2 separate regions of the Danio rerio genome follow, and region 1 is linked to region 2. The links are chromatin contacts, called in public Hi-C maps. All regions are on one chromosome and are shown on one strand. The core of a region is the stretch at or near the end of the contact, and the rest is flanking DNA. Distances in the headings are between cores, read along the strand shown. Region 1 has its middle 70 kb from the start of tpcn2. Region 2 has its middle 11 kb from the start of ccnd1.

Evidence for each region. Hi-C and Micro-C count contacts between places; a contact is called where the count stands out from the background.
Region 1: a Hi-C map of an unstated tissue shows a contact between it and region 2, with 5 times the contacts expected there. The contact joins two enhancer-like sites. A contact is called at or near these places in 2 of 18 Hi-C or Micro-C datasets (caudal fin and an unstated tissue) and 2 of 4 datasets of contacts at active chromatin or transcription factors (caudal fin and embryo).

The regions. Positions count from the first base shown.
Region 1 is chr7:69,957,788-69,962,933 of GRCz12tu, reverse strand. No RefSeq gene overlaps it. Among named protein-coding and RNA genes, the nearest start is that of tpcn2, 70 kb to the left of the region's middle. Within about 2 kb of position 2,818, at least 13 of the 62 cell types and tissues checked have an H3K27ac peak or open chromatin away from gene starts, as enhancers often do.
Region 2 is chr7:69,643,646-69,648,654 of GRCz12tu, reverse strand. No RefSeq gene overlaps it. Among named protein-coding and RNA genes, the nearest start is that of ccnd1, 11 kb to the right of the region's middle. Within about 2 kb of position 2,709, at least 15 of the 62 cell types and tissues checked have an H3K27ac peak or open chromatin away from gene starts, as enhancers often do.

The DNA.
Region 1 (5,146 bases), core at 1,569-4,068, 310 kb before region 2:
TTTCTTTCTTTCTTTCTTTCTTTCTTTCTTTCTTTCTTTCTTTCTTTCTTTCTTTCTTTTTTTCTTTCTTTCTTTCTTTCTTTCTTTCTTTCTTTCTTTCTTTCTTAAAAGTATTTTTTCTTTCTTTCTTTCTTTCTTTCTTTCTTTCTTTCTTTCTTTCTTTCTTTCTTTCTATCTTTCTCTCTTGAAAGTATGGTTAAAATTTGTCTTCCTTTTTTTTCTTAAAAGTATGCTTCAAAATTTTCTTTCTTGAAAGTATGCTTCAAATTTTTCTTTCTTTCTTTCTTTCTTTCTTTCTTTCTTAAAGGTATGCTTCAATTCTTTCTTTCTTGAAAGTATGCTTCAAATTTTTCTTTCTTTCTTTCTTTCTTTCTTTCTTTCTTTCTTTCTTAAAAGTATGCTTCAATTCTTTCTTTCTCGAAAGTATGCTTTAAATCTTTCTTTTTGCATGGTGCAGTTGCAGTTAATGCTTTTATTTCAGTTTTAAATCCTGATGTTGGTCATGACTGCCCTTTCTTCTTCCAGAGAGAAACTATTTTTCACACGTTTACACAATGTTAGAGACTTGAGCCTTTGTTAACTGTTTTACAGAAATTGTTAGATGTATCTTTTGGAGAAACCTTTTCCACTAAAACTTTCATTTGTGGGTGTAAATATGTTTAAAGAAAACACTTTAAATGTCAGCTTCTCAATTTTTTATTAGGACAAGCTAAAATGGCGGTATACTGTAGAGTACGAGAAAGCAAAAAATTGAAGGAAATGTGAGTCACAACTTGTTGGCGGTTTTTGTTAATTCTGTCAAATCAAGAATTCTTGTTGATCTTCCTTCTTTTGACTTGATGTGGTGTTATGCCGGTGCTCTGTGGGAGCTTTATGAAAATAAATAGGTTTTTGCTCCCATTTTGGGTTAATTTCTTTTTCTTGCTTTTTCTTTTTTTGTGAGTTGATTGTTTGAATAGTGTATTAATGTTTTTGTAATAAAGTGTTGTGAAAATTAAAAATGTAATCTTTCTTTCTTTCTTTTTTTCTTTCTTTCTTGATAGTACAGTATGCTTCAATTCTTTCTTTTTTTCTTGAAAGTATGGTTTAAATATTTCTTCCTTTTTTCTTTTCTTGTTTCTTTCTTTCTTTCTTAAAAGTATGCTTCAAATTTTTCTTCCTTTCTTTCTTAAAAGTATGCTTTAGATCATTCTTTCTTAAAAGTATACTTAAAATTTTTCTTTCTTTCTTTCTTTCTTTCTTAAAAGTATGCTTCAAATAGTTTTTTCTTTCTTAAAAGCATACTTCAAATTTTTCTTTCTTAAAAGTATGCTTCAATTCTTTCTTTCTTTCTTTCTTTCTTTCTTTCTTTCTTTCTTAAAGGTATGCTTCAATTTTTTCTTTCTTTCTTAAAAGTATGCTTCAATACTTTCTTTCTTTCTTTCTTTCTTTCTTAAAGGTATTCTTCAATTCTTTCTTTTTTTCTTTCTTTCTTTCTTAAAGGTATTCTTCAATTATTTCTTTCTTTCTTTCTTTCTTTCTTAAAGGTATTCTTCAATTCTTTCTTTTTTTCTTTCTTTCTTTCTTAAAGGTATTCTTCAATTCTTTCTTTTTTTCTTTCTTTCTTTCTTAAAGGTATTCTTCAATTCTTTCTTTTTTTCTTTCTTTCTTTCTTAAAGGTATTCTTCAATTATTTCTTTATTTCTTTCTTTCTTAAAGGTATTCTTCAATTCTTTCTTTTTTTCTTTCTTTCTTTCTTAAAAGTATTCTTCAATTCTTTCTTTTTTTCTTTCTTTCTTTCTTAAAGGTATTCTTCAATTATTTCTTTATTTCTTTCTTTCTTTCTTAAAGGTATTCTTCAATTCTTTCTTTTTTTCTTTCTTTCTTTCTTAAAGGTATTCTTCAATTCTTTCTTTTTTCTTTCTTTCTTTCTTAAAGGTATTCTTCAATTCTTTCTTTTTTTCTTTCTTTCTTAAAGGTGTTCTTCAATTCTTTCTTTCTTTCTTAAAGGTGTTCTTCAATTCTTTCTTTCTTTCTTAAAGGTGTTCTTCAATTCTTTCTTTCTTTAGGTACTGTATGCTTAAATTTTTTCTTTCTTTCTTAAAAGTATGCTACAAATATTTATTTCTGTCTGTCGTATATGCTTCAATTCTTTCTTTTTTTCTTGAAAGTATGCTTCAATTCTTTCTTTCTTTATTTCTTTCTTTCTTTCTTCACTTCATCTACGTCTCTCTTTCTCTATTTCTTAAGAACTGCCCCTTCGTTTCTTTCCTCAGGTTGCCTGCGCTCTCTGAATGGGCACTCTTTAGGGGGAATAGCTGGGGTTCAAAGCGCTGCGCTCTGGCCCGACTGAATGGAGTGAAAAGGATCTTTAACAAACATCCCCTGTGCGCCAGGCGCTCCAAACCCTCCAGTAATAAATTAACTTGTGGCCAAAGTGCGGCGCACATTCTGCGGCAGCGGAAGCAATCTGCTGCTATCTCACCCTACCTCTCTCTCGCAGATTAATGAAACAGAATGCTGGCGCATTTGCATACAGGTGAGAAGGAAGAAAAAGCCAAAAGAAGCAGGTCTAGATAAAGGAAGCGAATGGGGTGATGAGCTTTGAATAGCAAAAGAGGAATACTTTCATGCACAGGGACGGGAGAGAGAAAGAGAAAATAAGAAAGAGAGAGTTTTTTCCCCTCATCCTCAAAGGCCGGGGTCAGTGCTGGCATTTGAAGAGACTGCACAGCAGCTGTCTACATAGCTCCATCATTAGCTGCAAAGGGGGCCATTAGTCCTTGTCAACACTGTTCTGGCTCACATAAGCACAGTGCTGCTACTCTGTCAACCACTAGAGGACAGTATGCACTGCTTGAGGAACAACAAGTGTGCGCCAATAAGTGCCCATGCTGCCTTTGTTCTAAATAAATTGAGAAGTTTGGGTGTGTGTGTGTGTGTGGCGGCTGATGATTAATTGAGCAAGAACTATATGTCCAAGACTACGAAAACTCTCTTTGACTTCTCTCTCTGCTTTGTTTTGCAAGTGTGCACGAGATTATGTAACAACCCAAGAGTGCATATAAGAGTTTAGATGCAAAAACTTTGAAGTGCTGTCTGAAAATTCTCTTGTAAATTGAGTACTTTTATGTTTTATATTTTTTACACTTTAGAGCCAATGAAAACAACCTACTCAGTGCCAAACTATTAATTCTGGCTAAAGTTATTAATTCTTAACTCTGGCTAAACTATTAATTTACTAATAATATCACGCTGCAAATTAGGGCTTCACGATATTGCCATAATCTGACATTGCAATGTTTTATTTGTCTGCGATATATATTGCGATATTAATATAATATGCCAAAGTGACTTACAATATAACTCTTTTTGGAAAGACTTCATAATTTTAGATTGTTTGGGATTATTTTGTAGCTGAGCATCTGCATAAAATATAATAGACTAATTACAAGGGTAGATGAATAAAATTGAGTTAAAATATAAGTGAAATAAACAGTGTTTTATTGTTGAATCGAACAGTATTGAGGTACAGTAATGCAATAATCAAATGTAAAATAACACTGTAGTCTTCATTGTATTAATAATTGAATACAAGTAATCTTTGTTAAAGCTTCAAATCTTACAAGTTGGTTTATATTCGGTTGAAATTTTACACTGCGTGCTAACCAGTGTTGGAGAAAGTAGTGCATTACAATATTGAGTTACTCCCCAAAAATGTAATTAATTGTGTTACTTTTTATGGTAAGTAATGCGCTACGGTACTTTTGAGTTACTCTTTGCATTACTTTTGGGTTACTGGCTGAGGCTTGATCTTATACAGTACTTATACAGAACTTTAATAGATGAGTTCTGCAGTTAACAGCACACTGTATAATCTACTGTACACCTTATATATATATATATATATATATATATATATATATATATATATACACAGTAGACCTCCCCTCCCTCAGTCATCTTTCCATCAAGCAAATTTCTCATGTTAGCCTTGGTTGGCGACGTCACCAACCAGAGCGAAAGTTGGCAGCAAAAAGTTTGTTGTCGATCACTGAAAAACAGGTAGAAGAAGAAATTGTCATTCTTGCCGCCATATGGCTTTGATTTAATTGGCTAGACACTGGCCTTACAGCTCTATAAATGTCGGTGCCGTAACCTATTGATCCGCATTCGATAAATATAGCTTGAGTGGATGCTACTGCGCTATTTGCTTAAAAAATAGCTTCGCTACTGAAATGCTATTTGATTTAGATAGTAGCAACGCTACTGCCACTCTACTGAAAAATGTAGTTATAGGAGAATAGCAGCGCTTTAATAAGCACCTTAATAATTCCTTAGCAGAAGCCATCATCCGTATCAAAAACAGGCAAAGCAACAGATTAATATTATTCAACATATCCCTGATTTTTAAAGAATATATTTAGAGGTTATCCAACTTGTAATCTGTAACATTTTTTAAGTAACTAATTTAATTACTTACATTTTTTCCTCAGTGACTGTAATACATTGCAATTACATTTATTTTGTAATTAAATTACGTAACACTGTTACATGTAACTAGTTACTCCCCAACACTGCTTGTAATAAAGTTAAAGATGATGTATAACATCTATTACATAGATCAGGGGTCACCAACCCTGTTCCTGGAGAGGTACCTTCCTGCAGAATTCAGTCTTAACGCTGATCAAACACACCTGAACCAATTAATAGTACTTAAAGCAGCACTTTTATAATTACAAACAGGTGTGTTTGGTCAGGGTTGCAACTAAAATCTGCAGGAAGGTAGTTCTCCAGGAACAGGGTTGGTGACCCCTGATATAGATTATACCAACCCGGGCTCATTGTGGAAACGTAGCCCCGCGGACGTTTCTGCGGGCCGCGAAATACGTCACGGGAGGTGCGTATTCGAGCAGTTTTTGTTTTCGCGGATCCGCGAGAGGCCGCTGTGCGCGCTTTCGGGAGCGCGCGTCGTTCGTGCCTGCGCTGTTCTTGCGTGAAAAGCCGCCGGAGGCCGCTGTGGAGCGAATGTCCGTCGGACTGACTGGCTGAACGACTAAACGATCGACTGGGCGGCCGACCCGGCCGCCCTCCTCTTCCTCCTCCTCCTCCTCCTCCTTCCCCAAACCCAAGTGACGGTTTGCAAAAGCCGTCCAGAAATAAAAAA
Region 2 (5,009 bases), core at 1,460-3,959:
GGCCTGACGCAGGCCACCCTGCACTGCGGCGAAGCCCTGTTTCTCTCCGTTTGCGGATCACTAAACAGGACAATCACTCTATCCATCTTTTCATGGGCTATTGTGGTGCCACCATGCCTTCAGAAAGGAGTGCTTTTCAGTGGGGAACTTTTTTTTCTCTTTGCTCGATCCTTCCTCTCCTTTTGATGGGTTTTCTTGGAAGTGGGTGGGGAGGATTTTGATGGTGTAAAGGACCCCCCCACCCCACCCCCCAAACCTTGTGTCTGTTATTGCAAGGCCTTGGTTCTTTTTTTAAAAGCACATATCAAAGATATGAAGAGGAGTCAACACTTCAAAGCTGAAGATGGACTTAGTGTGACAGTGACCTCCCCCAATTCAGCCATCAGGGTTGGATCAGAGGTCAAACTTTGGTGACAAATGATAATATATTCGCTTGCAGGCCCATGCAAAACATTTATTAATAATTCCAATTGTTCTTGTATTCCCCAATACTCGTTCATTAAAGGGCATGGAGTCATTTCAAAACCCTTAATCAACCTCGATTACCTAATGAACAATCATAATTTTTAAAGTCTGTGTGAAATCAAATGTACAATCTTTATTTTACAATCTTTAAATTGTTATTCTTTATTTGAACAATAAATCTGTGCAGGTTAATCTACTGAAAAAAAGACCTTATTTTGGTGATCTTTAATCAAAGGCTGACCATTTGCTTCTGTGTTTGGAGTGGCGATCCTTCTCTCATGCTTTTTTTCCACAACATTAAAGAAAAGTCTCAGCAACTGTCGGTTCATGTAAACTTCAAATCATTTAAAGTAAATGTGCTGACCACAGCAATAAATTGTACAAGGCAACTATGCATTTGTCTCCTATAACTTTGTCAAATGACAAAACTAATAATTTTAATAACACTCTGTTTGCAAGAGAGATTAGCAGTGGCGTAAAGTAACAAATTACAAATACTCAAACTACAGAAGTTGAGTAGTTTTTCCCAGAAATTGTCATTTACTAAGTAGTTTCATAAATGTGTACTTTAACTTTCCCGAGTACATTTTTCCACAACTTTCCTTCAACTTGTAGTCACTAATTTATTTTTTTCTCGTCTATGAGGATTAGAAAAATCAGTCCTGTGATTCCTGTCCCATCAAATCACACATAGAAGGTAAATCCCATCATAACAAGCTACCTCAAGACATGGGCGATTTATAATTGCAGAAAACTGTTTGGAAACATTAAAAGTGTCCAACATATCCAAAATCTTTACACGCAATGACCCAGAGACTCTTTAGATTCATGTCACTGATGAGAAGATGACAGATGTTTACTGTATGATGACTGAAATAGCCTTAAACACCCAGCAGGCACAAGGCGTCAACATGACGTTAGATTGACGTTGTACCTCGACGTCGTGGGGACATTGTGTTTTGTTTGTAAACAAAAACCCTTTTGACGTCAGAACTTAAAGTCAGGCTGACATCGATGTCAAATATTCAACCTAAAATCAACCAAATATCAAAGTCTTATGATGTTACAGCTTGAAGTTGTGTGGATGTTACCACCATGATGTCTATCAGACATTGGATTTTGGTTGCCATCCCAGACGAGTAAATGTTTTTGACGTCAACGTTGGATTTTAGTAACTTGCTAACACAACCTAAATTCAATCAAATATCAATAATAATGTTACAGCTTGACGCTTTGTGGACGTTACCACTATGACGTCTAATAGATGTTGGATTTTGGTTGCCAGACATGACGAATACATGTCAGTATTTGACGTCAATATGACGTTGGTTTAAGATGTTGGCTCGACGTTGGATTTTGGTCACTTTCCAACACAACCTAAAATCAACCAAATATCAACGTCATTATTGGACATCAAAATAACGTTGTTCTTAGATGCTGGCTAGACATTAAATTTTAATCACCTGACATCACAACCTTAATCTAACCTAATATTAATGCCATATGACGTTTTCTGCCTGCTTGGCTATAACTAAATGTACTACAGAATGTTACGTTTACAAACATCCACAAATTACATGTAAACGCATCAGCTTTTTACAGCATAATACTTACTACTTACTACTCTTGAGTACTTTTTACTCATACTTAGAGAGATATTTACAACAGATACTTTTACTCTACTTGCACTACATTTTTTAGCAAGCAATGGTACTTTTACATAAGTATGATTTTTCAGTACTCTTTTCACCACTGGAGATTAGACTTACATATGTGCTTCTGCGCTCTGCAAATACACACTTATTAGTGTTCCTAAATATAGAGTTGTATGATGAATGGCTAAAGCAAAGTACTGCTTTACCAAATCCTAAATTCTTTGAAGAAGCTCTCAAATCCTAATCTCATGGGCAAGCATTTGCACTAGAAGACGGTGCATTGTCTGGTCCTCAAACAACAAGGCTTCTCTGCAGTGCAAGGTGACCCCGTGTACCCCTGTCAACACCCACTCGGCAAATTGCGGCTTAAGTCATAGAATTATGCATATATGCTAGCATGCATTCCTCATTTGATCAGAGGCCGTAGCCGATTACTGTATGTAGTACACTGTATGAAGTATTAGCTTGAGACTTGCCCCTTGAACTAACAGATACTTCGGGTGTCAAATAATGGGCATGGTATAATGCTTCCTCTATCTGCATGCGTTGCTATATCTCGGATGACCAGGGGCCCATGAACCTACTTATCTTCTTAACAGACTGCCTTTGTGAAGATGACCAGAATGCTGAACACTGACATGTTTTAAGGCTGCTGGGGTGGTTACATAACACTCGGCAATCGAATCCATTCACATACAATGCAATTATTGATTGAAATGACAGCAAGACATTAAGAGTTCTCTTTTGAGCTGCTGCTCTACCTCCTGCATGGGTGTTGGGGAATCCATTTACTTCTATTTGGCACCACATTCATCTTCATCAGCATTTGTGGGATAATAGGTAGCCACTGGGTGAGAGTGCACCAGCTTTGAAATTGGAATGGATGCCTTGAACAAAGAGGTTTTGGGTTTAACTAAAAGTTTAACTTGATTACATATGTTTTTGTGAAAATTTTGTTAGTTCCGCTTAAAGATGTGCAGAAGACCATTGTGGAAGTGGTATGAAAGATAGCAGAACTTCACAGGGAACTTTTGGATTATATCATAAAGCTTATTTTGCAGAAAAAAAGAGGAAGCTTTTTGCTTATTTTCTCCTAAAACAGAAATCAAATGTGAAAGAACACACTGTTGAGCTCTTAATTCAATGTCAAAAGTGACAGCTGTTGTGTACTCAACTTATTTAAAATAAGTACCAGGAGAAGTAAGCTATTAATGCAACTTTAATACATTTAATGTGTGTGCATTACCATATTGGTACAGTTGAATTATTTTGCTATGATTTTATCACAGTAAGTCAACATCTTATCATAAGATCTTTCATCATTAAGTCTTAATTTTTATCTGTATTTTAAGGCATTATACACTCAGCAGCCCCTTTATTGATTACACCTGGCTATCTGTTAGTTACATGGCCAATCACATGGCAGCAACTCAGTGCATTTAGACAGGTAGACATGGTCAAGACGATCTGCTGCAGTTCAAACTGAGCATCGGAATAAGGTAGAAAGGTGACTTTGAATTTGACATGGTTGTTGGTGCCAGACGGGCTGGTCTGAGTTTTTCAGAAACTGCTGATCTACTAGGATTTACGCGCACAGCCATCTTTAGGGTTAACAGAGAATGGACCGAAAAAGAGAAAATATCCCGTGAATGGCGGTTCTGTGGGTGCAAATGATTTGTTGATGACAGAGGTCGAGAATAGCCTGACTAGTTTGAGCTGATAGAAAGGCAACAGTTACTCAAATAACCACACATTACAACCAAGGTATGCAGAATAGCATCTCTAAACACACAACACATTCAACCATGAGGCGGATGGGCTACAGTAGCTGAAGACCACACCTTGTGTCAGCTAAGAACAAGAAACTGCGGCTACAATTCACACAGGCGCACTAACCACTGTCGACGCACTAACCACCACATTACTGGCGCCCACCACTGTTAGACTTTTAAAGCAATAAAATTCACATTTTTATTTAGGGTCATAATATACCAAGCCATGGGGGGTTGGGAGGTATGGTCTACACATCAGCAACAGTTTGCCCAAATGAGTTTGTTGAATTGGCGTCCATGTTGTAGGTGAAAGAGATCATGTTCAGTTGATTTCAGTTTATCAGTTTACCTGCAGCTTCTCCACGATGGACGGCCAACGTTCTCCAGCCTTCGCCGCCTAGACTGCAACTCTGCACAAGAAGTTTGGCCAGAGGAGAAATGGTCGTAACCAACTGAGCCTAGTTTCTCTCTAGGTTTTTTTCCTTCACTTTCGTTTGTTCCTCGCCACTGTTATCACTGGTTTGCAAGGGTCGGGACTTGTGGAGCTGCACATCGACGGATTTGCTCCTCAGTGTAAAAATAAAACCACACTGAACTGATCTAAACTAAACTTCAACTCTGAAAACTGAACTGACACAGTTTCAATTTACTATAAAATTTTATGTTAAGCTGCTTTGACAATCTAGATTGTAAAAGCGCTGTATAAATAAAGATGAATTGAATTGAGTAATCAAATAAGTGTGTGAGAACAAATGACAGCACTCAAAATAATGTTTTTTTTATGAAGTCATCCTACCTGCGCATTCAAATACACATTTTTTTATAACAACCAATGAACCATTTAGAACTAAAGTGTTCAAAGAGTTGTCTTTCCTACTAGACATCAAGACATCAAGTAGTACACTTATAGTATTTCAAAGAACATATTTTTAAACAAGATTCTAACTGCATATACACATTGTATTCTTTAATTTTATTGAGATGGCATTTCAAATATTTACATGCTTAGTTTTTTTTCTTATTGATCAAATGACCGCCAACATTTCTGCTTTCAATATGTTCGAAATTTCATTCAAGAGTTCACACTTAGCTGATGATTGATTAAAGCTTGTTTGGC